Regions from separate parts of the Sus scrofa genome. Here regions 2, 3 and 4 are each linked to region 1. Evidence: chromatin contacts called from public HiChIP or PLAC-seq data. All regions are on one chromosome and are shown on one strand. Each heading gives the region's core, a stretch centred on a gene start, on an enhancer-like site or on the middle of the called end of the contact. The rest is flanking DNA. Distances are from core to core; before and after follow the strand shown.

Region 1 (2,726 bases), core at 62-2,561:
TACAAAGGTAAAATTCCAATTTCAGATATTCAATTATTCACTGCAGAGACCACCTCATCATTTATACCCAGAAAGTACTGCTTGCTCTCACCCAAACTAATATCAACTTGTAGTGTAAATGTAGAGTTAAGTGTATGACTATTGCTTGGTGCCAAGCTAAATCACCCTATGATAGTATATGTTTCAATTGTAGGGGAAGATACAAGTAAGACCTTGAGAAGTGAGAGATTCATGGAAAGATACACACACTGACCTGCAAAAAAGAGCTGCAGCTAGCACTCTCAGTTTCTCCTTCCAACAAGTTTTTGTGTTAATTCATAGCAACTGAAAACGAAATCAAGTACAATCTTTATTCAATGCTAAATTAAACTTTCTATAGTTATTAGATAAACCTCCCTGTTTACAACCAGTCTTTAGAGGAAGGGACCATCTCATTCCCTTAATAGCGAGTATAGAGAAAACCTGTAACAGGACTTCAAATACCTAAGTGGATACCACTGGATGCATTTGAAAAACGTCTTAATACATTCTGCCAGCATTACTTTGTTTATAGAGCATAACGAGTACAAGACAACAAAAGCTTCTTAATCTGTTAAAGAGAAAGCTAAATCGAGCTGTATCTATGGTCTGCTCATAAACTTAACCCATAAACACACATATTTGATTAAAAAGCACTAACTGGTGGCTGGCCTCAAGTTAACATTTTTATTGCTGGCATTGAAATTTCCTCTAATGCTGTTAAAAAAAAAAGACATCTAAATCTAGACACATCTAGACAAAATCAATTTTTAAAAATGGGGATTGTAATCCATTTACAAATGTAAAGTTTTACCTAATTTTTTTCTTGCAAAGAACGTAACTTTTGTTTCTTTTTTTGAGGAAGCAAAGTTATCGCTAAAGAAATAACTGCTGAATTTGCAGGATCTTTGTAGTACTTCTACCTACCTCCCTTATTGCTCACGGTTAACTATTTAAACAACAGCTGTGTCAGTTCTCCAAACACCCACGTACCTAGCTTCTGAAGATAACAAATTCATACTCATAAATCCTCCAGAAGGACAGGTTTGGAAGCAGACTCTGAAGTCTGGGTTCCGCCCCCAGACGCAGAAACTAAGCGTTTTTCACCACCCCTTTGGCCAGCGGGTTCTCCCAGTAACAAAAATACTGTGGTACTTAAACTATATATTTAATTCCCTACCTACGTTTAAATTTGGGAGGGGCGGGCGTTCTTTTAAAAAAGAACACAGGCCCCACAGCGCGCTCGCCGCTTCACAGGTGGCTCAGCCCGCTGTCATCCAGGTTCCTACAGCTCCGCCCATCGCTTGACTGATAGCCAATAGCGTGAGAGAACTCCAGGAAGCGTGGTGACGTAAGCGCTGACGCACGCGTAAAGACGCAGGCGGCGTCACCGTCTCCAAGGAGCGGTCTGGGGCACCGGTTTCAAAGTCGCTGGGCGGGCCCAGTCGATTTCCGATACTGGTCCCGGGATTCCTGGACGCTTTGGAGTAGCTCCTGGCTCCACCGAGGACGCCGCCACACGGCTGCCCGCTGGCTACCTCGGCGCTCTCCTGAGTGGCCCGACACGACCTGGAGTGACCCGCGGACGCCTGTATTCACACGCGTCCCTGTTCCCCACTGGCTGGGATTCGGGTGAACGTGGAAGGGAACTAATTTAGCGGGTCTCCAGCAAACCTGAAATCTTTAGTGCCTCATTTGAGCGAGGGACTCGCCTGAGAGTCTGAAGAAGGAAGGCGCGGCGGGGCTGTTGATGCCGCGTGAGTAGGATTCGGATTACAGCACTCGAGTGCTAGACAACCTCGGAGGCATTGCTTTGGTTTTGTTTTCCCCGTACAGCCTGCTTTGTGTCTTTTTGAGAAAAGTAAAAGTGGTGAAAGCTCCAAGCTAAAATTGTATCTACATGGCCACTGAAATCAAGTTTCTGCGAGATCAAAGTAAGCTCCACATTCCTTTTTTGAGAATTCTTATATGTAATGTTTAATGTCGTCATCGTTGAGTAATGTTTTCTACATGCCTGATGGATGCATGGAAATTTGTAAAAACTTTAAGAAATTAGCTGCAGAAAGAGCTTGGTGGTATATATGAGGATGGATATATACTTCTGCAAAACGTTTGGTAAATACTTAAAGGTTCCTTAGCCTTAAGTAGGACTCCACTACACGCTTGTTTGTTATGCTTCTCGCGTGCTCTGGGGAAATTAGAGGGTTGATGGCCAGGAAGAGTGTCCAAGTCTGCAGTTAGAACCTAAGGGAAAGCTGTGGCCATTTGTTCAAAAGATGTTTATTGAGCGCCTCCTGTTTTTATTATATGCCAGAAGCTATACAAGCATAGCAACTACAAAGATGAGGGCTGTTCTACCCTCCAAGAATATGAGGAGGGAAATACATAAATTCCATAAATACAATGAAGTGACAGCAATTGCCAATTCTTTTGCCTCGGTTTCCTCACAGGATTGTTGGAATGATTAAATGATTGTTAAAATATGTAAAGGATTTAGAGTAATTTCTGACAGTGCTAAACAAACATTAACTGTTGTTACAGGGTTATAATTTACTGTGGTCAAGGAAGGTGCTATTTAGCTGAAACTTGAAGTATTAATATGAATGTACTCAATAAAGAACTGTAGGAAAATTAAACAGTATCTGCAACGTTGAAGGGACTAGAACATGCTTTGTTAAAAACTTTAAAAAGGTTGGTTTGAATGGAAT
Region 2 (2,726 bases), core at 134-2,633, 980 kb after region 1:
GATATGTTTTTGTTAGCTGTTACAAATTTGCAAGACTGAATCCAAGTACACAAAGTTAGGTCTGTATTCAGAAGATAATTCTGTACTAAGAGAAAACCTATTTCAAGTTTAGCTGTTAAGTCAGTGGACTGTATCTAATAGACTACACACAAGGTTACAAACAAGACAAAGATCAAAAGTGATGGCTTATACCATACAGTACATAACTAGTATAGGGCCTGGAATAGAGTAAGTGCTCATTTTGATCGAAAACAGTTTAATTTGGGTCCCAACTCGGCCATTTTCACACCGAGTGACTCTGGGTAAGTTATTAACTTTTCTGGGCCTTAGTTCTCTGTAAATTATAAATGTGTCTGCTTTACCTATCCCATAGTTGTGATCAAATGAAATCACATAAAGATGTATCTAGTGCTAACTATGACACACATGACTACTGCACCAATTAGCTTACAAGTCTGCTTGTAGAGGTAAGATGTTAATATGTAAGCACCAGAAAAGAAACAGCACCTCGATCTACCGAAAACAAACAAACAAAAACAACCCATAACCTATTTTCTAAAAATATTCTCCTTGTGATGAAAAGAGCTGGCCATTGTCAAACTTGTGCTGTGCCTTTTCTAACCTCCAGGTTACAGCAGCAGGCTCTGCTGATTGGTATCTTGCAAGGCTGAAAGCCCACAGTCCACGCAGGCGGCGGTGGGGTTCCAATTTGGGGATCAGCAGGTTAGGAGGGGCTGGAGGACCCCCATCTTCAATCCAGGTCTCAACAAGGCACTATGGGTAAGGGGCCTTTGCAGTTAACCAGGCGAGATAAAGCACAGCGCGTCACCACCTCCACTTTCCACAGAGGGGAGAGCCCGCCAGCCCACCTCACTCGGACCCGCCCGAGCACTTCCACCCTCCCCAGGGCTCCAGACCCCCGAGTCTCCCGCCAAGCCTTGCGCTCTCAGCCCCTGACTCCTGGCACGTAGGCAGCGCTGCAAGAGGCTTGGGAAGCGCGGCCTGGACTGGATACATACTCACTGGCCGCTGGGCGGACGCCTGCTATCCAGCTAGCCGAGACTCCCTGCGCCACCGATCTCTCCCGGGACTTGTTTTCGGGCTGAACCGCAAGCGCAGCTTCACCACACTCTCCAGGAACTGAGGTGCGAGAGGTAGCGGACAGGGAAGCATAGGAAGGCATACGAACCCTGGGCGGGGCGGCTGTTTGGATACGCCCCCTCTCTGGCTCTCCTTCAGGTCGTCCCTGGAGGCGGAGAGGCGGAAACGCCAGGAGGAGGTTCAGACCTCAGGACCCACCCCTTAACCCTGTCATCTCCACGGCCCCGCCCCGCCCTGTCTTCTTCGTGACCCCGCCTCTGACCTGGCACGCTCCGCCCACTTCTGGTTGTCGGGTGCGCATGCGCACTTGCGGGCCTGTTCTGACACCTTCGGGCCTCCTGGAATGGGAGAGAGTAGGAGGTGTCGCGAGAGTTGACCTCTAGCTTTGTGGGAGCTTTAACTATGGCGAGCTTTGGGGTCGGGGCTGAACAGGAGCCCCTCTTAGGAGACCATACACCAGGAAGCAGGTGAGCGGATGTTGGGGGGAGGCCATCTCACCCTCCTGCGCACTTGGGACTTACGCTTTTCCTCGCGTCAGCCTTAGCTGGTGCAATGAGGGGTGCCTAGGCGGCGGGAGCCGCGGCAGGTTGGGCGAGACCCGGAGATGCGCTTCTACTTCAGAGAACCCGCGTCCGGCTCGGGGGCGCCTTGAGTTGGCGGGTTGTGGTGAAGGGGTTATAGAAAGGCAGATAGCCTCTTGGACCTTCACAACAGTTATGCAGCAGCCAAGCAACTGCGCTCTGCATTTGGCCCTTTATTTTTTTAAGTTTTGCATTTGACCCTTTACAGAACTGATCACTTTACACATTTCATAAAAGTTCGAAAATGATGGTTTTAATAGGTACTTGAAAATAACTGGTCTTAGTGTTCAGTTAATTGCCTGCTAACTTCTTGATACTTTTTTAGCAGATAAACCCAAGACGAACTCACTTTTGTCCTATGCCAAATGTATAAATACTTATTTTTAAACAGTTAAGGGACGAAGTGTATTTTGACCCTTACTATTCTGATTATTCTGGTTCTAGTTTATGGACTGTGATTCAGAATTGTTATAGTTTGTTTCTTACTAAACAGTGAAGTATTTTCACCTTTAGGAAAACGGAGCTAAGAATCATTTTAAACATAATTATTAAATCAAGTTAATTAAGTCACAGCTGAACTTCAGCTGTCTCTGATTCTGTTAATTTTTTGCTCGTTTATCTCTCTTAAGCACCAAACCTTTTTTAGAAGTCACTTTGAAACCATTTGGAAAATGTATTTCTCTGGTCCTTGATTTACTAAACAATATATGGAATGCAATTTTATTTACATTTTATCTTGAGATCATTAAAATGAATGCCAGTGATGAAATATGTTGTAGCAAAGTGACATCCAGCCGGCCTAAGGAGGCATTTGGGCCTATTTACTTCTATACTGATTTGTTCTACACTGCTATAATTTTCACCTATGCTTTTTAGTTTTTTTTTTTTTTTTTTTTGCCTAACTGTTCTTCATAGACTATTCCTTATCGTTTTTTGTTTATTATTATTATTTTTTAATCTGTTGTTTGTTTTACTGTCTGCAAACCTCTCCTCGCAACTTTACACGGGGTGTTCTGGTTTGCTGTGCCTTTGAAAATCATATAT
Region 3 (2,726 bases), core at 99-2,598, 740 kb after region 1:
ACCGGCAATATAAAGCCCAAGTCTACCCCTTGATACAAAAGACTAAAATTTCAGTTTTCCAGACTTTGCCCCTCTTCAGTACTTAAAGCCAAAGTGGACCACTTAGTTTCCCTAATATGCATACCATACTCCCCCACGTCTCTCCTCCATCTCATCAATTCCTCAAGATTAAACGGAAACCGTTACTCCCCTGATACAACCTTCATTCACCACAAGAGTAGTTTACAGCAGCTTGGCGGGGCGGGGCATAGACTGAGACGCAGAAAAACAGACTCAGGCCTAAGGGAGTATGTGAAATGAAGAGAGCGCGCGTGAGGTGAAAGATCCAGAATGAGGCTTCACAGGTGACACTTATACCCGAATTTTAAGGACGTGAGGCTAAGACTCTACAACGCCCAGGTAGATGAAAAGAAACTGTAAATAAAGCTAAACTAATGAATTGAAGGGCCACCTTATCCCATCTACTTCCCTACCGCCCCAGAAATTACGACTTAAGGAATAACACCTTTAGACTGAAACCTGAAAGAAAACTGGACAAGAGTAGCCTTGGCCAAAACCACTGGGGAGTGGCTACTCGTTGTCGCAGACAGCACGTAGATTCCTTTTGCCAAACAATTCCAATGCGGGTTCTATGTACACTCTCTGCGCCAGGAGACCAGCTCATCGCCAAAACTTCTGGCGGTAGCTTTGCCTGAGTGCCCACGCTCATAGCTTCCGGACGGGCGCGACGGCGTCCAAGGGGAGAGACACCCCTCACCGATTTGCGAAAGCAGTTAATACTATGCCGAGGCCTCGCACTAGCCACTCATGCCCTCAGAAAGGAATCCGGGACCGCCCCGCCTCAGCAGCAGCCTCGGCGCACGTGAAGCTCACGGGCGGAGCGACAAGAGACAGGCAACTGCTCGCGGACGCCAACCCAGGCCTGGGAAGGGAAGAGACTTTTAGGCGCACGCGCACAGCGAGGGGACTGGGCGGAGCGTGCCTTCCGAAGGGGTTGCATTGGAAAGGAGAGCGCGTGGCGCCCCGGAACCCGCGCACGCGCAGTAATTTTGCCCCGCCTATGCGCGCGCGCGTCCCGCGCAGCATCTTTTCAGGACCGCCCCTTCTACTTCAACTAGAAGAGATGACGGGCAAAAGCAGGGAAGTGTGGGGCGAGGTAGGCGGGGCGCCGCACGCGAGCGCGGCCTGCAAAAGAAGGGAGGTGGAGGAGGGATCCTAGACAACGTTACCCCGTCAACACCCAATCGGGAGCCCATCTGGCCCCGCCCCCTACCCTCACGTTATTGGCTGAGAGGCCCCCATATGGGCGGGGCCCCCGTGAGGTTGGGGCGGGCAGGGGGCGGGGAGGAGGAGGAAGGCGCTGGCGGGCAGTGATGGCGGCGGGTGATGGGGACGTGAAGCTAGGCACCCTAGGGAGTGGCAGCGAGAGCAGCAGCGACGGCAGCAGCGAGAGCCCAGGCGGCGCGGGAGAGGCAGCAGAAGGGGGCGGTTGGGCGACAGCGGCGTTGGCGCTTCTGACGGGGGCGGGGAGATGCTGCTGAACGTGGCGCTGGTGGCGCTAGTGCTGCTGGGGGCCTACCGGCTGTGGGTGCGCTGGGGGCGGCGGGGTCTGGGCGCCGGAGCCGGGGCAGGCGAGGAGAGCCCAGCCGCTTCTCTGCCTCGTATGAAGAAGCGGGACTTCAGCTTGGAGCAGCTGCGCCAGTATGACGGGTCCCGCACGCCGCGCATCCTACTCGCGGTCAATGGGAAAGTCTTCGACGTGACCAAAGGCAGCAAGTTCTACGGCCCGGGTGAGGAGTTGGAAGGGGAGGGTGAGGACCCCCTGCAGATCAAGCGCGACCCCCCTCTGATGGGAGGGCCCGTGGGCACCGGGTTAGTTTGGCAGCCTTCTCGACATCTGGACCCCCGCGCCTTGTCTGCCGCACCTGAGACAGCCCGTCCCCAACCCAGCCCAGCCGCGGGCACCTCCAGCGTTTCTCCCCCGAAGTCGGGGTCCCAGTGTTGTCCCAGGAACCAGCTCTCAGTTCTTATCTTTCTCTCTTCCCAACTCTTCTCGCAGCTTTTTCTTGTGCTGAGTTTTAAAAAATCCTTTTAGTTGTCGTCAGTCACCTTGGCCCTCAGACTGTAGCTCCTGGGATGGTAGTGGGCAGGAGAGAAGGAAAATTTCTAAAGTAGGGACCTAAAGTTTTTGGCCCTGTAATTCACAGCTTTCCTTTCTTTACTCTTTTTTTGCCACTGATGTCCCTTTTCTCTCTACTAGTACTCATAGGGCCACGTTTAGGTACACGTAGCTCCAAGTCCCAACCCTCTATGAAGTCCGGGTACATAAGCAACACTTCAACCTTAAAAAAAAATAGTTTTAGTATGGAGACGCTTTCCAAGATTAACAATGAATGTGAGATGAAGCATACCAGAATGCAGATCCTAGTAAATACTGGCAAGGGTATTCGCCCTGAGTTTTGGGGGTGGAGCTCATATACCTAGCAGGCATGCCTGTCCGGTTTCTTTCTCTTTTTCTTTTTTTTTTTTTTTTTTTTTTGGTAGTAGGAAGGCAGGTATTCAAATACACGTTGATTATGACTTATTGTATTTTCACTGAGGAAAAAAAAAGAGCTATAAATTCATACCCCCCCACCCCCACCCCGCACCAGTTTTGCAAGCCAAAAGTTTTTGGAACTTTGCGTTTAGAGAGCTGTGTATATTTAGGTTGCTGGTTTAGAAACCCT
Region 4 (2,726 bases), core at 156-2,655, 610 kb after region 1:
AGATCTGGCATTGTTGTGGCTGTGGTGTAAGCCAGCAGCTACAGCTCTGATTTGACCCCTAGCCTGGGAACCCCCATATGCCACAGGTATAGCCCTTAAAAAAAGACCGAAAAAAAAAGGAAAGAAAGAAAGAAAGCAACAAAGAAAGAAACAAAGAAAACCCAAGAGTAAATGGGTTTTATACACAAAGAAGTTCATGATAGCATTATTACAGCAAAATGGTAAAAACAACTAAATGTCTATCACATGGGAATGGTTAAGTAAACTGTGGTATATGCTTTGTTAAGAAGTTTGGGAGTTCCCATTGCAGTGCAGTGGAACGAATCCGACTAGGAACTATGAGGTTGCAGGTTTGATCCCTGGCCTCTCTCAGTGGGTTAAGGATCCCGTGTTGCCATGAGCTTGGTATAGGTCACAGATGTTGTTTGGATCTGGTGTTGCTGTGGCTGTGGTGTAGGCCGGCACCTGTGGCCCTAATTTGACCCGTAGCCTGGGAACCTCCATATGCTGCAGGCGCAGCCATAAAAAGCAAAAAACAAACAAAAAAAAAAAACTGAGTTTGTACTTGCAGTCCTCCAATCAAACTCAGTGACAGATTTACCTAGATTAAACTATAGTGACAAATAACATACATTAAATACTTACTATACGCCAGGCAATGTTTCAAGTAATTTGTATATATTAATCTCTTTTAACCCTCAAAAAGACCCTATGAGACAGGTATTATTATAAACACTATTTTACAGATGAGGACTCTGGGGCTCAGGAAGGCTAAGAGTCAAGAAGTAGACTAATGCAGGAAATGGCCTTTCCATCATGCGAGAAAGGTAAAGACAGAGACACCTGGGCTCTTACTCTGCTTCCTCCCCTTTATCAGTCTGGGTTTAATCAGGAGAAAAAAGACACATAGTGATTTGAACAGGAATATTTAATATAAATCACTATTAATTATATCAGGACATCGACATAAAAAGGAATAGGCTACTCAGGAGTAAAAGGAACTCTAAAGGATATGGAAATGGGGAGCAGCTCCTGCCCGAGGGCTGAGATTCAGTACCCAAGGTATGACCCCATCCTCTCCACAGACAGGGCTAAAAAAAATCCAGACTTGACTGGCAAGAGCACAGACTAGACTAATGAATGGCAGAGAGATAGCTACAGTGTATGCTCACCAAATATGCTGAAAATCTGCTTTATGGAATTTGCTGGAAATCCATTCTTTAGGGTGCTGGGAAAGCTGTTCACAGGGAGATGTCTCACTAGAGGCATTCTACTACAAAGTCACCCAAGAAGAGATGAAAGAGTAAAGTGCTGGCCACTGGTTATTGCTGGCTACTATGACAGTAGGTGCTGGTCAGAAGCCCCATGCACTCCAGGAGCCTGTCTAGGGAGCAGGCCAGACTAGGAAGCAAAATACTTCCCTCCTGCAGTGTTTCTCAAGCACTATCTATTGGCAAAGTTTAACATGGCACCATCTGGCAAAGAAAAAATATTTAAAGGGCCCATATCCACTTTCTCAGAGTAGGCAATGAAGAGCAAATTTATAACTGTGAAGTAATAAACAGATAACTGACACATCCTCCAAGGCAGGTACATCACTTATTCTTGCTGAGTTTGGTTCCAGCAAAGTTTAGTGCTGTAATAATTATTTTCAACAAAAGCGTATAGTCTTCCAAGGATGCAAACGGATGATAAAAGTGTTGTGGAGACCTAATATGGAGAGTACCAGCTGAAGCCATGTGCCTCACATGGTCAGTGCAGAGCAAGAGAAGCTCTGCTGAGATATGGTACATCTGCTCGCACCCTCTGAGGACACCGTGTTATCCATAAGGTTTTATACCCCTGCCTTACTCATTTGGGAACACAATCAAAGCTGACTCTATGAGTATGTTGTAGTCTCCTCCACCAAGTTATGTTCTTTCTGAAATGCACTGCACTATGTGGAATGCTAGGCAATCATCCAAATGTTATTAAAAAGAGTGTGTGGTAAAATGGAAAAATACTTATAATTCACATTTTTAAAAGTAGGGTGCAAAAATGTACTATGTGAAGAAAGGAAAACTGCATAAGAAATAAAGAGTAGAAGGAAATATCCCTCAAATCAGTCATTGTCTCTAGGTGGAACTGGGGTAATTTTTCTCTTTTCCTATTATTTTTCTATAATTTGCAAATTTTACTATAGTGAGCATGTACTGGTTACAGCTTTAGGACAAAATTTATATAACAATAAGAACAACCAAAATCCATGTGTGTGTGTGTGTGTGTGTGTGTGTGTGTGTGTGTATTGAAGTCTTACTGAGCCAAGGTTTGGGACCTAGAATATGACAAATAGAGTTCTCTATAGAGTATCTGAACCAGTTCTCAATCATTTACCCAAGCTAAGATGACCAGAACTTGATAGCAGTTAGACCAACTGAGATTAAACAGACTGTCTACCCTAGATGAGACCTAAAAAAAAAAAAAAAAAAAAAAAAAAAAAAAAAGTCAGTGTATTTACAGAACAAAATGAACTCCACTTCTTGAAACTTGAGCTACTGAGACTTATACATACATCTGAGTAAAGACATGAGGAAACTCTATCTAGAGAATTAACCAGCCAAATATTGAAATTCAACCAAATCTAAGCAAAACCAGCAGTATTTGAAATATCAGCAACTTTCTTATTTAAAAATTCAAGTCAATCTCTTTAAAGTTCTAACAGCAATCCAGAGGAATCCCCTAAACAC

Evidence for each region. HiChIP or PLAC-seq counts read pairs in DNA pulled down with a chosen protein or histone mark.
Region 2: a contact with region 1 is called in an H3K27ac HiChIP or PLAC-seq map of alveolar macrophages. The contact joins the promoter of MFSD8 here to the promoter of C8H4orf33 in region 1. A contact is called at or near these places in 1 of 5 promoter capture datasets (fetal liver) and 1 of 2 datasets of contacts at active chromatin or transcription factors (alveolar macrophages).
Region 3: an H3K27ac HiChIP or PLAC-seq map of alveolar macrophages shows a contact between it and region 1. The contact joins the promoter of PGRMC2 here to the promoter of C8H4orf33 in region 1. A contact is called at or near these places in 1 of 5 promoter capture datasets (liver), 1 of 47 Hi-C or Micro-C datasets (embryonic fibroblasts) and 2 of 2 datasets of contacts at active chromatin or transcription factors (alveolar macrophages and skeletal muscle).
Region 4: an H3K27ac HiChIP or PLAC-seq map of alveolar macrophages shows a contact between it and region 1. The contact joins the promoter of JADE1 here to the promoter of C8H4orf33 in region 1. A contact is called at or near these places in 2 of 5 promoter capture datasets (fetal liver and fetal skeletal muscle), 2 of 47 Hi-C or Micro-C datasets (embryonic fibroblasts and skeletal muscle) and 2 of 2 datasets of contacts at active chromatin or transcription factors (alveolar macrophages and skeletal muscle).

The regions. Positions count from the first base shown.
Region 1 is chr8:95,948,070-95,950,795 of Sscrofa11.1, forward strand. It overlaps C8H4orf33 (UPF0462 protein C4orf33 homolog), which reads right to left and starts at 1,312. Exons shown (of 13, transcript XR_002346802.1): 1 at 1,203-1,312. It overlaps SCLT1 (sodium channel and clathrin linker 1), which reads left to right and starts at 1,391. Exons shown (of 20, transcript XM_021100694.1): 1 at 1,391-1,952. The coding sequence starts at 1,919.
Region 2 is chr8:96,923,680-96,926,405 of Sscrofa11.1, forward strand. MFSD8 (major facilitator superfamily domain-containing protein 8) reads left to right here and starts at 1,384. Exons shown (of 12, transcript XM_021101605.1): 1 at 1,384-1,568. The coding sequence starts at 1,504. It overlaps ABHD18 (protein ABHD18), which reads right to left and starts at 1,183. Exons shown (of 14, transcript XM_013978904.2): 1 at 1,024-1,183. The coding sequence starts at 1,183.
Region 3 is chr8:96,691,475-96,694,200 of Sscrofa11.1, forward strand. It overlaps PGRMC2 (progesterone receptor membrane component 2), which reads left to right and starts at 1,349. Exons shown (of 4, transcript NM_001097521.2): 1 at 1,349-1,522; 2 at 1,525-1,790. The coding sequence starts at 1,374. LOC102166663 (a long non-coding RNA gene) reads right to left here and starts at 2,094. Exons shown (of 5, transcript XR_002346425.1): 1 at 1,966-2,094.
Region 4 is chr8:96,562,727-96,565,452 of Sscrofa11.1, forward strand. It overlaps JADE1 (protein Jade-1), which reads right to left and starts at 1,406. Exons shown (of 15, transcript XM_021100682.1): 1 at 1,173-1,406.